3 separate regions of the Mus musculus genome follow, and regions 1 and 2 are each linked to region 3. The links are chromatin contacts, called in public HiChIP or PLAC-seq and promoter capture Hi-C maps. All regions are on one chromosome and are shown on one strand. Each heading gives the region's core, a stretch centred on a gene start, on an enhancer-like site or on the middle of the called end of the contact. The rest is flanking DNA. Distances are from core to core; before and after follow the strand shown.

The links. Promoter capture Hi-C pulls out the DNA fragments that hold promoters and counts their contacts. HiChIP or PLAC-seq counts read pairs in DNA pulled down with a chosen protein or histone mark.
Region 1: a promoter capture Hi-C map of erythroid cells shows a contact between it and region 3, with 3 times the contacts expected there. The contact joins the promoter of Zdhhc3 here to the promoter of Slc6a20a in region 3. A contact is called at or near these places in 4 of 39 promoter capture datasets (erythroid cells, liver and stem cell-derived epiblast-like cells), 2 of 115 datasets of contacts at active chromatin or transcription factors (astrocytes and embryonic forebrain) and 1 of 9 other capture datasets (adipose tissue).
Region 2: a contact with region 3 is called in an H3K4me3 HiChIP or PLAC-seq map of bone marrow-derived macrophages, with 4 times the contacts expected there. The contact joins the enhancer-like site here to the promoter of Slc6a20a in region 3. A contact is called at or near these places in 11 of 39 promoter capture datasets (the 3T3-L1 cell line, 3T3-L1-derived adipocytes, the C10 cell line and 8 more), 2 of 115 datasets of contacts at active chromatin or transcription factors (the 230-238 cell line and bone marrow-derived macrophages) and 2 of 9 other capture datasets (adipose tissue and liver).

Annotation. Positions count from the first base shown.
Region 1 is chr9:123,111,773-123,115,240 of GRCm38.p6, forward strand. Zdhhc3 (zinc finger, DHHC domain containing 3) reads right to left here and starts at 1,422. Exons shown (of 7, transcript NM_001372538.1): 1 at 1,224-1,422. It overlaps Exosc7 (exosome component 7), which reads left to right and starts at 1,459. Exons shown (of 8, transcript NM_001081188.1): 1 at 1,459-1,550. The coding sequence starts at 1,494.
Region 2 is chr9:124,273,803-124,277,148 of GRCm38.p6, forward strand. All of the region lies in intron 1 of Gm39469 (zinc finger protein 431-like), which reads right to left. Among named protein-coding and RNA genes, the nearest start is that of Gm39469, 7.9 kb to the right of the region's middle. Within about 2 kb of position 1,394, at least 13 of the 459 cell types and tissues checked have an H3K27ac peak or open chromatin away from gene starts, as enhancers often do. A contact at or near this core is called in bone marrow-derived macrophages, where this site is marked.
Region 3 is chr9:123,677,003-123,680,702 of GRCm38.p6, forward strand. It overlaps Slc6a20a (solute carrier family 6 (neurotransmitter transporter), member 20A), which reads right to left and starts at 1,830. Exons shown (of 11, transcript NM_139142.2): 1 at 1,684-1,830. The coding sequence starts at 1,804.

The DNA of each region.
Region 1 (3,468 bases), core at 172-2,671, 570 kb before region 3:
CACCTTTTCCAGTTACCCTAGAGGGCAAAGTCCAACCCTACAGGAAGCCGTCTCAGGAGCACCTGTAGTAAGTATTATGTATGGACGCAGGAAATTCATATCCAGTCTATCAAGAAGAGGCTATCATTTGAGGGCTCAGCAGCTAACAGTTCAGTACCTAGGAATATAGCCAGGCACTTCCTGTTACTGTTGAAATCTCAGCGTAGTCAGTAATCCACTATGACAACTCTAATCACCATGCTCTGTGGCTATGCTCACAAGAGCCTTCCCTTCTACCCTGGAGGACTCTGGTTAGTGTTCTGTTTACTTACTTAGTTAGCACAAGAGAAAAAAAGCCTTTTTTCGACGAGTGGGGGCAGTGTCTTTGAGACAGGATCTCACTATGTGGCTCAGGCTGTCCTTGAACTCACAGTGTAGAACAGGCTGACCTCGAATTCAGAGATCCGCCTAGCTCTGTCTCCCAAACGCTGGGATTAAAGGCAAAGGGTGGCCAGCACCTTTTATTTCTTGATGATTAAGCTGAAGGGTTACTTTTGTTTAAAATAGAACACCAGGTAAGTCTCTACCAAGTCTCCCCTCATTTTCTCAGAGAGACCCTTTAAAACTTAGTTCATATCCCCTCTCTTCCTTAAAGGGCCCCTCACTATGACCCCAGCTTCACCTTGCAGGCATCCTTTCTGGATAACCTAGGTCCCATATCCTCCCAGGGTCGGTTTTCTTTCATGAAGTTATCCATCTTCCCCGGAGATCCCTTCCATCCAGGCATCCCGAAGTGCAAGACACTCTCCCTACTCTCTTTGGGACAATACTCCAGCAACCGCACGGGGCAAGGGTAACTTGCAAAGCTCTGGGCCATTATCTGATGATGGGCAGTAGGGGAGGAAAGGATGAGGGAAGACAGGACAGAGATCGATCCCTGGAATGGAAGGAGGGGTGAGAAAATTGAGAAGCTGGCGCCCCATTCCTGGTGCAGACCCTTCCCGACCAGTGACCTAATGAGGGATCCATGGTCTCTTTCCTTCAGCCATCCTAGGGACCAACTAGGAGGGGGTTGAGGAGATGGTCCCTCATGGGCAGCACGACTTCCGCCTTCCTGAAGTGTCTCACGTGCGCGCGCTCGGCTACTTCGACTCCGGCCCGAGCGCTCGGGTTGCGCGCTTCCCATCCAGTCCCGGCTGGGGCCCCGCGCCTCCCTCCTTCTGGGGCTTCCCCACTGCACTGACCGTCAATCTGGAGGCAGCTAGCAGTCCCGCGCCGCCTGCTGCTGCCCCGGGGCCCAGCCGCCAGCGTCCGCGATGGCACGGGCACCCGGCGCCACGGCTTGCCGGACTCGGCCTCACACGGGGCGGTGCGAAGGAGAAGCCCATGGAGCTCCAGGCGGTGGCGGCAGCCGCGGCTGCGGGAGCGGCCACCGCGCGGGCTGATGACGCGCAGGCGCGGTGGGGAGAGGCGCGAGCTGATGACACGCCAGCGCGCGCGGTGAGCTGAGCAGCATGGCGTCGGTGGCGCTAAGCGAGGCCGAGAAGGTCTACATCGTTCATGGAGTGCAGGTAGCGGTGGCGGCCGCGAGTGCAGGCCATATTGCGCAGGGAGGAGGTGCGGGGCGGCCACGTGGTCAGGACGGACGCCCGAGGCTTAGTGCTGCAGCGAGTGTGCGTCCTGTATGCCTAGATGTCCACAGCTCTCGGGATGGAGGAGATTCCTAGCTCATCAGGGAGCGGCGGGCGGGCAGTTCCCGAGGCTGCAGTTTAATGAAGGAATGTCCTTGTGGCCTCTGCACGACCTGAGAGTGCAGTGCCCGAGATCCTGTAATCAGAATAGCGGCACGTGAATGGACTCTGGTGACTTTGCACACAGAGGCCGTGTATCCGAGGGGGAAAAGGACTTTAAAATTCTGACAGCAAACACCACACGCCACACACCCCCTAAAAACAGGAAAGAAGGAAATGCATCGGTAATAGAGTGCGTGCTTAGCATGCTCCAGACCTTGGTGGCTGGCACCTGTAATCCCAGCAGCTGGGAAGTGGAGACAAGAGAATCAGGAGTTTAAGGCCAGACTGAGCTATAAAGACCCAATCTTAAGAGAAATCACGCTGACATATACACACACATGTCTTACAAATAGAGAAAAATAGGGAGTGTTTTTCTTTCTGGCGGTGCTGGAGGTTGAACCTCTTGGCCTTGTGCATGCTAGGCAGGCATTCTATCATGGAACCGCATTCTCAACCCTTTTGTTTTTTTGCTTTTTTTTTTTGAGGAGGAGAGCTTTATATCCAAGGCTGGTGTGTAACTCCTATCAGTCCTGCCTTGGCAGAAGGCATGCCTTTTCACCACCCGCTGAGAAGAATTTTTCAAAGCAGACTGGTAGTCTATGGTGTAATTGTTGATTTACCTGTTTTACTTGTGGGGCGCTTAGATCTTTGGGTAGCTACAATGACTACCGCGATCTGGGCTCAGTCCTGCTTTTGAACGTTCAAGAGAAGTGAAGAATGTTTCCTGGCAACCATAATCTAGTATTCTACAAGCCTTGTCCCTACAGTTGATCTTGTGATGTAGTCATCATAGTAAGGTGACCTGTTACCATTTAAACTACATAATGCAAGTGAAAGCATGTTCTTTTCTAAATCATATGACATACTGTTATTTTCTACTTCATATAGAGTAAGGAATGCCAAAATTCAGTCATTAGGTTTCATATTAAACTTGAGTAATAAAAATCCAAACCCACAACTCATTAGCTTTTTAGTTCAAGATCAGGTTTAGTAATAGTGGGGTATATGCACAGTGGGTTGTATGGGAATGTTAAAGTAGTCAATCCTAGGGGTGGGGCTTCCCTTTTAGTTTTTAATTTTTTTTTTTTTGCCAGAAGTGTGACTCTGTCATTCCATATCCCTAGTCTTCATGGTGACATATTAAGTGCTGATGAGTTTTTAATTTTTTTTTTTTTTTGCCAGAAGTGTGACTCTGTCATTCCATATCCCTAGTCTTCATGGTGACACATTAAGTGCTGATGAGTTTTTAATTTTTTTTTGTTTTTTTTGCCAGAAGTGTGACTCTGTCATTCCATATCCCTAGTCTTCATGGTGACACATTAAGTGCTGATGAGATTTAAATTCTACAGGTTCAGGAAATCTTAAATGACCTGAAGAAAAAGTGGGTTCATTGCAAAAATTGGAAATCTTCCATCCAGAGCTTTATAATACTTTCTCTCATAAGAACCATAATGATTGGTGACTCTCTGGTGAATCATCTTCTTTTCTTCACCAAACTGTATCCTTTCTCAGTGGTCTCTTGCTGTCCAGCTTCCCTTCCATCTTGGTATAGTCTGTCCCATCGTCCCCGCCCAACCCCTTCAATTTTGCTTGGCTTCTCAATCACATCATGGCCTAACAACTTTTTGGTTTCTTGAGACACGGATTTACCTCTAGCTGTCATGAAACTCACAGAGATCTACCTGCCTCTGCCTCC
Region 2 (3,346 bases), core at 144-2,643, 600 kb after region 3:
AGCCCATACACTCTTTGAATGTCCAAAGTCTCTTCTGACACTTAAGACAATCTCTTGATTGTCCCATCTTATAAAATCAGAAATCAAGCTATATCTTTCCAACATATAACAGAACAGAATATCCCTTCCCATTCCAATATAGAGGAATGTGTACATAATGAGGAAAGACTGGACTAAAGCCAGAAACACAGTAGGGCAAACAACAAATCCTGCAGACCTGCCTCAGACACATCGGGCCTCAGTTTTAAAAGGCTTAGATTGTCTCATCCCTGCAACCTCTCATGCACCTCTTGGATAGTTTTTTTCCATTCCCTGTATACACCTCTCCGTGGCAGGTGTCTCATAGCTTAGGTATCTCAACATCTTGTGGTCTCAAAATGCAACTCAGGTTTCATCCTCACAGGTTTCTGCAATGTACTCTCACAGTAACTTTCCTCACTCAGGCTCTAAGTCTGTCAAACATAGATGGCTGGAACAGTGCAGAACTGAAATCACAGAGGAAGAATCCATGACCTTAAATTTTGCATCTTTTTTTTCTTTTTTCTTTTCAATATCACTTTACTGGTAGTGTCTGGTTTAACATGAGGCACTTGACATGAAAGGGAACCCATGCCTAACACTGCCTGGATTTCTAGGACCCTTACAGAGACATAAATGGCAATCATGGAGCCAGCATGGATCTGTGCCAGGTGCTCTGCTAATATGTTATAGCTGTTAGCTTGGTGTTTTTGTGGGACTCCTAACAGTGGGAGAAGGTGTAACCCTGATTCTTTTGCTTGATCATGAGACACTTTTCCTCCTATCACGTTGCCTTGTTCAACCTCAATGTGAAGACTTTCACCTTGTCTTTTTCTATCTTGTGTTGTTATGTTTGACTGTTCTCTTTTGGATATCTGCTCCTTTCTGAAGAGGAAATGGGGATGGGGGGTTGGATCTTAGGGAGAAGAGGATAGGAAATGGTGGGGGTAGCTAGGAGAGTGTAGGTAGGGGAAACAGTGGTCAGGATATATTGTATGAGAGAAGAATCTATCTTCAATTAAAAACTTGATTCAAGCCGGGCATGGTGGCGCACGCCTTTAATCCCAGCACTCAGGAGGCAGAGGCAGGTGGATTTCTGAGTAGGAGGACAGCCTGGTCTACAGAGTGAGTTCCAGGACAGCCAGGGCTATATAGAGAAACCCTGTCTCAAAAAAACAAAAACCAAACCAAACCAAACCAAGCCAAACCAAACCAAAACAAAAACCCTTAATTCAACATTGCTTAAATGAAAATGCAAAGAAGAAGGGAAGCAATAATGAACAAAGAAAAGGGAAATAGTGAAGACAGGGACAGTATGACAGTGACAGATACAGTACTCATTCTGTTTTTGTAGACGGTGATCATTACACAGGAGGGTGAAAACATCATCTTGGAGGCTTACTTCCTCATTCTGATAACCTAGACCTAGTCCTGAAAGTTTCTAGCCTGGGTACAATCTTATCTAGGTCTAGAATGACTTACTTAACTGCTGAATAAACTCACCGTTTCTTTTTATTTCTGAACTCTAGCTGGCTGGTCAACTCAGCTGTTCTGGCTCAAAATCTCTTCATGCTAGCTGATTCAAACTAGTTTCTTTCACTTCTGACTGAATTGTTGTACTCAGCCTCAAAAGAACTCTAGCAGTCTATTCTTATTTTCTGGCTCCTCATTCTCTGGCTTGTCCTCTCTTCACCTCTGTCTAGCTTGTTCTCTCTTTAACCGGTCTCCATAAAACTCTTTTGGTAAAACTGCCTTCTCCTCTCACCCTCTGTGATGCTTTCTCTTATTCCTCTGTCTTTTCTTGAGAGTTGGATTTTTCATATTCTGTCAGATCTTTCTCTGACTCATCATTTTGTCAATAAGACGTCACTTTCAAACACGAGTGCTTACCTCTAAAACTAACTTTACCTTCATCGTTTGGTAGCAAAGTTGTGTACTAAGGGCTGAGCCACACCACAATTAGAAACAGCTTTTTTTTTTTTTTTAAGTATATTAGACAGTCTGGGGGTTCACAATGTGATCAAATAACCTGCAATACAAGCTCATTACAAGCTCACCTTGGGTCCAGTATATATTTGTGAAATCAGAAGTTTTGCTCTCAGCAATGTGAAATATATACCATTCAGGAAACAAAAGCTTATGTTAGCTTTCACTAGTTTGGAATGTGGAATTACAGAGATTTTTGCTCATTTCCTTCCAAAGGAATACTCTTGGTTGTTTCTAAGAAAAACTAATGTTTTAATAACTATTCAAATAGTAGAAATAAATATGTGATGTTATACAAAATTGCTACATTGATTATATTATACATTAAGCACAAGTAAACTGATGTATAAAAAATGTTAAATGTTTAAACACATTCTCCAAAGCAAAAATGAAAGTGTTACCATATAAGTTATTTAACCCAGAGAAAACAAAGAGGTAAGTCTGTTATCTAAAACTATTACAAACTATGTTTGTTCAACTGGAATTTATCGTCAGTATTTAAAATCAAACAAAATGGTCAGTGAGTTTTTACTTTTTCATGCAGTATGACTAATGGCGGAAAACTCTCATAACATCCAAATAAAGACATTTTCTGCATTTTTAGTGTATAACTGTTTGCCTCTCATCTCTATCATAACTCTTGCTACAAAAAGCTTGATATTTCATTTCTCTTCTCCACATAATGTTCTAAAAGAACATTAGACAAACCCTTTGGAGAAGATTGCTTCAGCTAGATTCTGTGCTTTCTGCCCCTTATTTTCTATGGCTACCTGTAATGTAGATAAGATGGCTGCAGCTCTCATATCCAACTGACTATAAGAGTGCACTAAAGTTCAAAATGAGATGGGAGAAAGAAGTGGGTTGACACTGCTTAAGCTGCAATTACATGCTGTTTTATGACCAAATGCAACACAGACTGTGAGAGTCTTTACAAGTGCATAATCCTTTAACCACTGCTATTGTCTTCTTTCCTTTAGCACAATGTCCCCTTGAGGCACCCAGCTTGTCTTCAACAAATGAACATTGAGTTATTCTCATAGTTAGACCACCATGAATACAATTGCAATGAACATGAGAATTCTGGTACTTCTTAAAACTAATTTTAAGTGCATGGAAAACACACTGATTAAGATTGCTAGGTTCCATGGCAATTCTGTCATTTTCTTGAGAACTTGGTACAGTGGGGTTCCTTGGGTATAGTTATTATATTAAAATGTATCAGAACACATATATTAAATATGTGCAATTTTACATCAAATATAACATAACATGGTTTTAACTAATTTTGGCTGGTATCTGTGGAAAATCTCAATCTACTGCTATCAGAGTTTATTGCTAATAC
Region 3 (3,700 bases), core at 580-3,079:
GTACCAAGCCCAAGATTTCCTTTGGTTTCTTCTTCCAATTATCTTGAAGGTCTCCTTGTAGATATTCAACTTCAAAACCATTTAGCCTCCCTTGTACTACCTGAAGCCTGTTCAGGTGATGGTGCCATGATAAACAAGGAATTAAGCAGTCATGTGACAGTGTGGTTTACTCGGCCTGGTGTTGGGAGCTATGGACCCAGGATAAAGAAGGTATTGAGACAGATGTACTGAGCACACAAAGATGTGAAAATCTGCCTCTGACAATTCTTTTTAAAGTCAGTTATGAAACATTAGGAGCATGTGATAGCATATGCCCTCAAATTAAAATAAACCAGAGAATTAAGAATGCACTGTTTCCTTCTTCAAATCTATAGAGTAACCTTTTGTTGAATTGATTTTGATCTGGCTGGAGTGACAGGAGGAGGGAGGGTTAGATTTTCTTAAACAAGTTAAATTCTGTAATACATTAATATTTTTTACTGTCCTGATATCGAGAACTAATGTGCTGATTAGCTTTCTCTCCACCCATACACAAACACATGCTATTAGATCTCTCCTCCCATGTATACACAAACATGCTGTTAGGTAAATAAGAGCCACCCAGAAAACTATTGATAACACTTGAAATTTTTTTTTCATTTTCCTTTTCTCTGAATGGTTTTAAGCACAAGTGCTTAAAAATGTTTTACAGTTTTGAATATGACTTCACCTGCCTCCACTTATCACATGATAACACTATTAAGATAAAATTCTATTAAAACTTTACCTTTATGGCTGCCAAGGATGTTCCACAACTTACTGAACCAATATTTTTTTTTTTTCTGAATGGCTTAGCAAGTTTCTCACATTTTGATCTTATTAAAGGCGGTAGCCATGCTATTTTCTGTCTCTGTTCATATGCTGCGTTTTCCTTTAGATGAGGTTTTAGAAAATGGAATTGAAGAGGGAGGTTTTTATGCTGAGACTTACTTCCTTCATGCCATACTGACCCCAGAACGGTACTTGGACTTCGGAAAGTCCCAGTCCCAGAGTTCTCAGCTCTTTTCCCTGCTTTAGCGGGTGCAGGGTGAGGTGTCTGTCCCACCCTTAACCCCCAGTTTCTCCCCTAGGTCAGAGGAAACATTTATAAAAACAAAACAGCAGAACCAAGAAACTAATTCTCCGGGCACGGAATTATTTGTTTTTCCCTCCTGTGATTCCAAGCCCAAACTAAGTCTTCACATCTACAAACCGATCCTTTTTATTAAGAAAAAGTAAAAGAAATCGCTCACGATCCGTTTGACTGGTGTTTCAACTTGCGGTCGGGAACTTAAATTTCGGAACTGCAAGTTGCACGACAAGTTCCTGATAAACAATTTAGTGTCCTCTTTCACACCTCTGTAGACGGCACCGCACCTTTCCTCCCGGGACAGCAGGTTCCCCGCCGGCGCCGCCCTGCACCTGCTGGAGCCACAGTTCGGACTCGGGACCGCGAGGGTCAATTTCTTAGGGCGACAGTCCCCGCGCCGCGGCGTTCTCGGTTACAGGGGCCACCCGCCCTTGAACTTGAAGCGCGTGGGACCGAACACTTGGCCGAGCTGGGGTGTTCGGGACAGAACGCCACCCCGAGCGGAGGCTCGCGGGCCGGAATGCCACCGCCGCTCGGCGTCCAGGCACCCGGCGGTCCCGCCTGTGCGCACTCACCTCCGCCGTACATCTGGCACAGGTAAGGGAAGCGCCACACGTTGCCCAAACCCACGGCGTAGGAGATGCAGGCGAACACGAACTGCAGCGGATGGCCCCACTGAGGCCGTGCCTTCTCCATGTCCCGAGCTCGCTGCTCCCCGTCAGGGCCTGGTCTCTGGCCGCCGCCGCTCGCCCGCCTTTTAATTGCTAATCTCATTAACGCGCGCGCGGGGCGAGGCCGGTGAGTGGGGAACGGTGAGCCCCACCCTAGCCTCGGCGGGCGGGGAAGGCGCCCCTCCTTGGCCCTGCGTGTGGACTTCAGAGCTCGGGGAAAGGATCATGTTTCCTCAACTTCTTACTGATTAATCGATGACAATACTATATGCCTGGCACTGCTGTGCTGCGGGAAGACACAGCAACCCCACCCCTCCAGGGCTCACATTCAGGTGGCGGGAACATTTAAATACCACGGAGTGACTCGTTCTTAACTTCTTTTGACCCACTGGGGTAATTTCCTTTAATTAATACCACCCAGTTCACCTAAGTCGGTGATGCAGGGGCAATTTAGGTAAAGCAGAGAGAGAGACAAGTCCTAGAGACAGACAGGGATCCAGGACTTCCCAGAGGAGAGATGACTTTTGCACAGAGAGGGTGGGTGTGGAGATTCAGAGGCAGATCACTCTCCTAGCACTTCTGAGACCCTGAGTTTGATCCTAGCACACATGGGAGACTTAAGGGTCTCCAACTACCGGCCCTTGCCTGCACCTGTAGTGTGGGCAGAATCAGGTTTTGAACAGCTGCCTTGAGGCCAATGGGAGTCAGAGATTCTCTTCCCTGGGCCAGGTGGAAACCCAAGAATTCTCATGTTTTTGCCAGTCCAACAAGAAGATATAAATGAACCTAACTCAGTAAAGTTTGGTACAGTGATGCAGGATCTGTTGTTTGCGTCTATATTCCACCACAGACTAAATTCTGTGACTTGGCAAGCCATTTAACATCTTTGACCTTGTTTCATCTGTAATAGAAAAAAAATCTGCCCCAACCTATCCTAGGACTTTTAACCTTAAAACAGTAAAGAAAGCAAAGTCACAACACAGTGGAAGAAACTCTAGATTCTTAAGCTTTAGTATATATATATATACTAAATATATATATTTCCTGCATCCTCCTATGTCTAGTTCCAGTCTTGTTGGTGGACATTTGTGTTGTCCAGTTTGTGGCTACTATGAATAGAACCAAAGTGAACATTCTAATATGGCAGGTAGATGGACTATTAGGAACTTTGGGACTATGTGCGGCATCAAAAAATATCAGTTCACATTCTCATTAATCCCAGCTGCTCTGCATCTTTACTGTCATTCCACAGACTGTTTTTTGTTTTAACAAAGCAAAACAAAAACAAGCATTTATTGGGACCAGGTGCCATGGCATGAGTGGAGGTCAGAGGTCAGAGCAAGTGGTCTTACCATCTTGCTGGCACTGCCATTCTGTTTTTAAAGTTCTGTCTAGATTTGTGACTTTGTGCTGATGGTTCAATTTACCCTTTGACTTCCCAGGCAACTGACAAGTTGGCTACCATCTGAAATTTCTGCCTAATCCTTTGGTCAGTTTTTCCTGGGTTTCTTTTTCTACTGATTTGCATTTGTATCCCTGCTCTGGCTATGGGCCCTATGTCTGCTTTATATACCAAGTTTCATATCCTAAGTATCTTCTAATGAAGAGAATTCTTATCTTCAAGAAAGAAGAGTTTGGGCAGGAGAGGTATTCAGCTCAGTGGGTAGAGTGCTTGCCTGACATGCATGAGACCCTGTGCTCAGTTCCTAGTTTTCTAGTAACTGGGTGTGTATGGTGGTGTATATCTGTAATCCCAGCACTTGGGAGGCAGATTTCTGAGTTCGAGGCCAGGCTGGGCTACACTGTGAGTTCCAGGACAGCCAGGGCTACACAGAGAAACCCTGCCTTGAAAAACAAAAACAAACAAACAAAAAAGAGTTCAAGGTCATCTCCAGCTACATAGCAAGTTCAAGACCAGCCT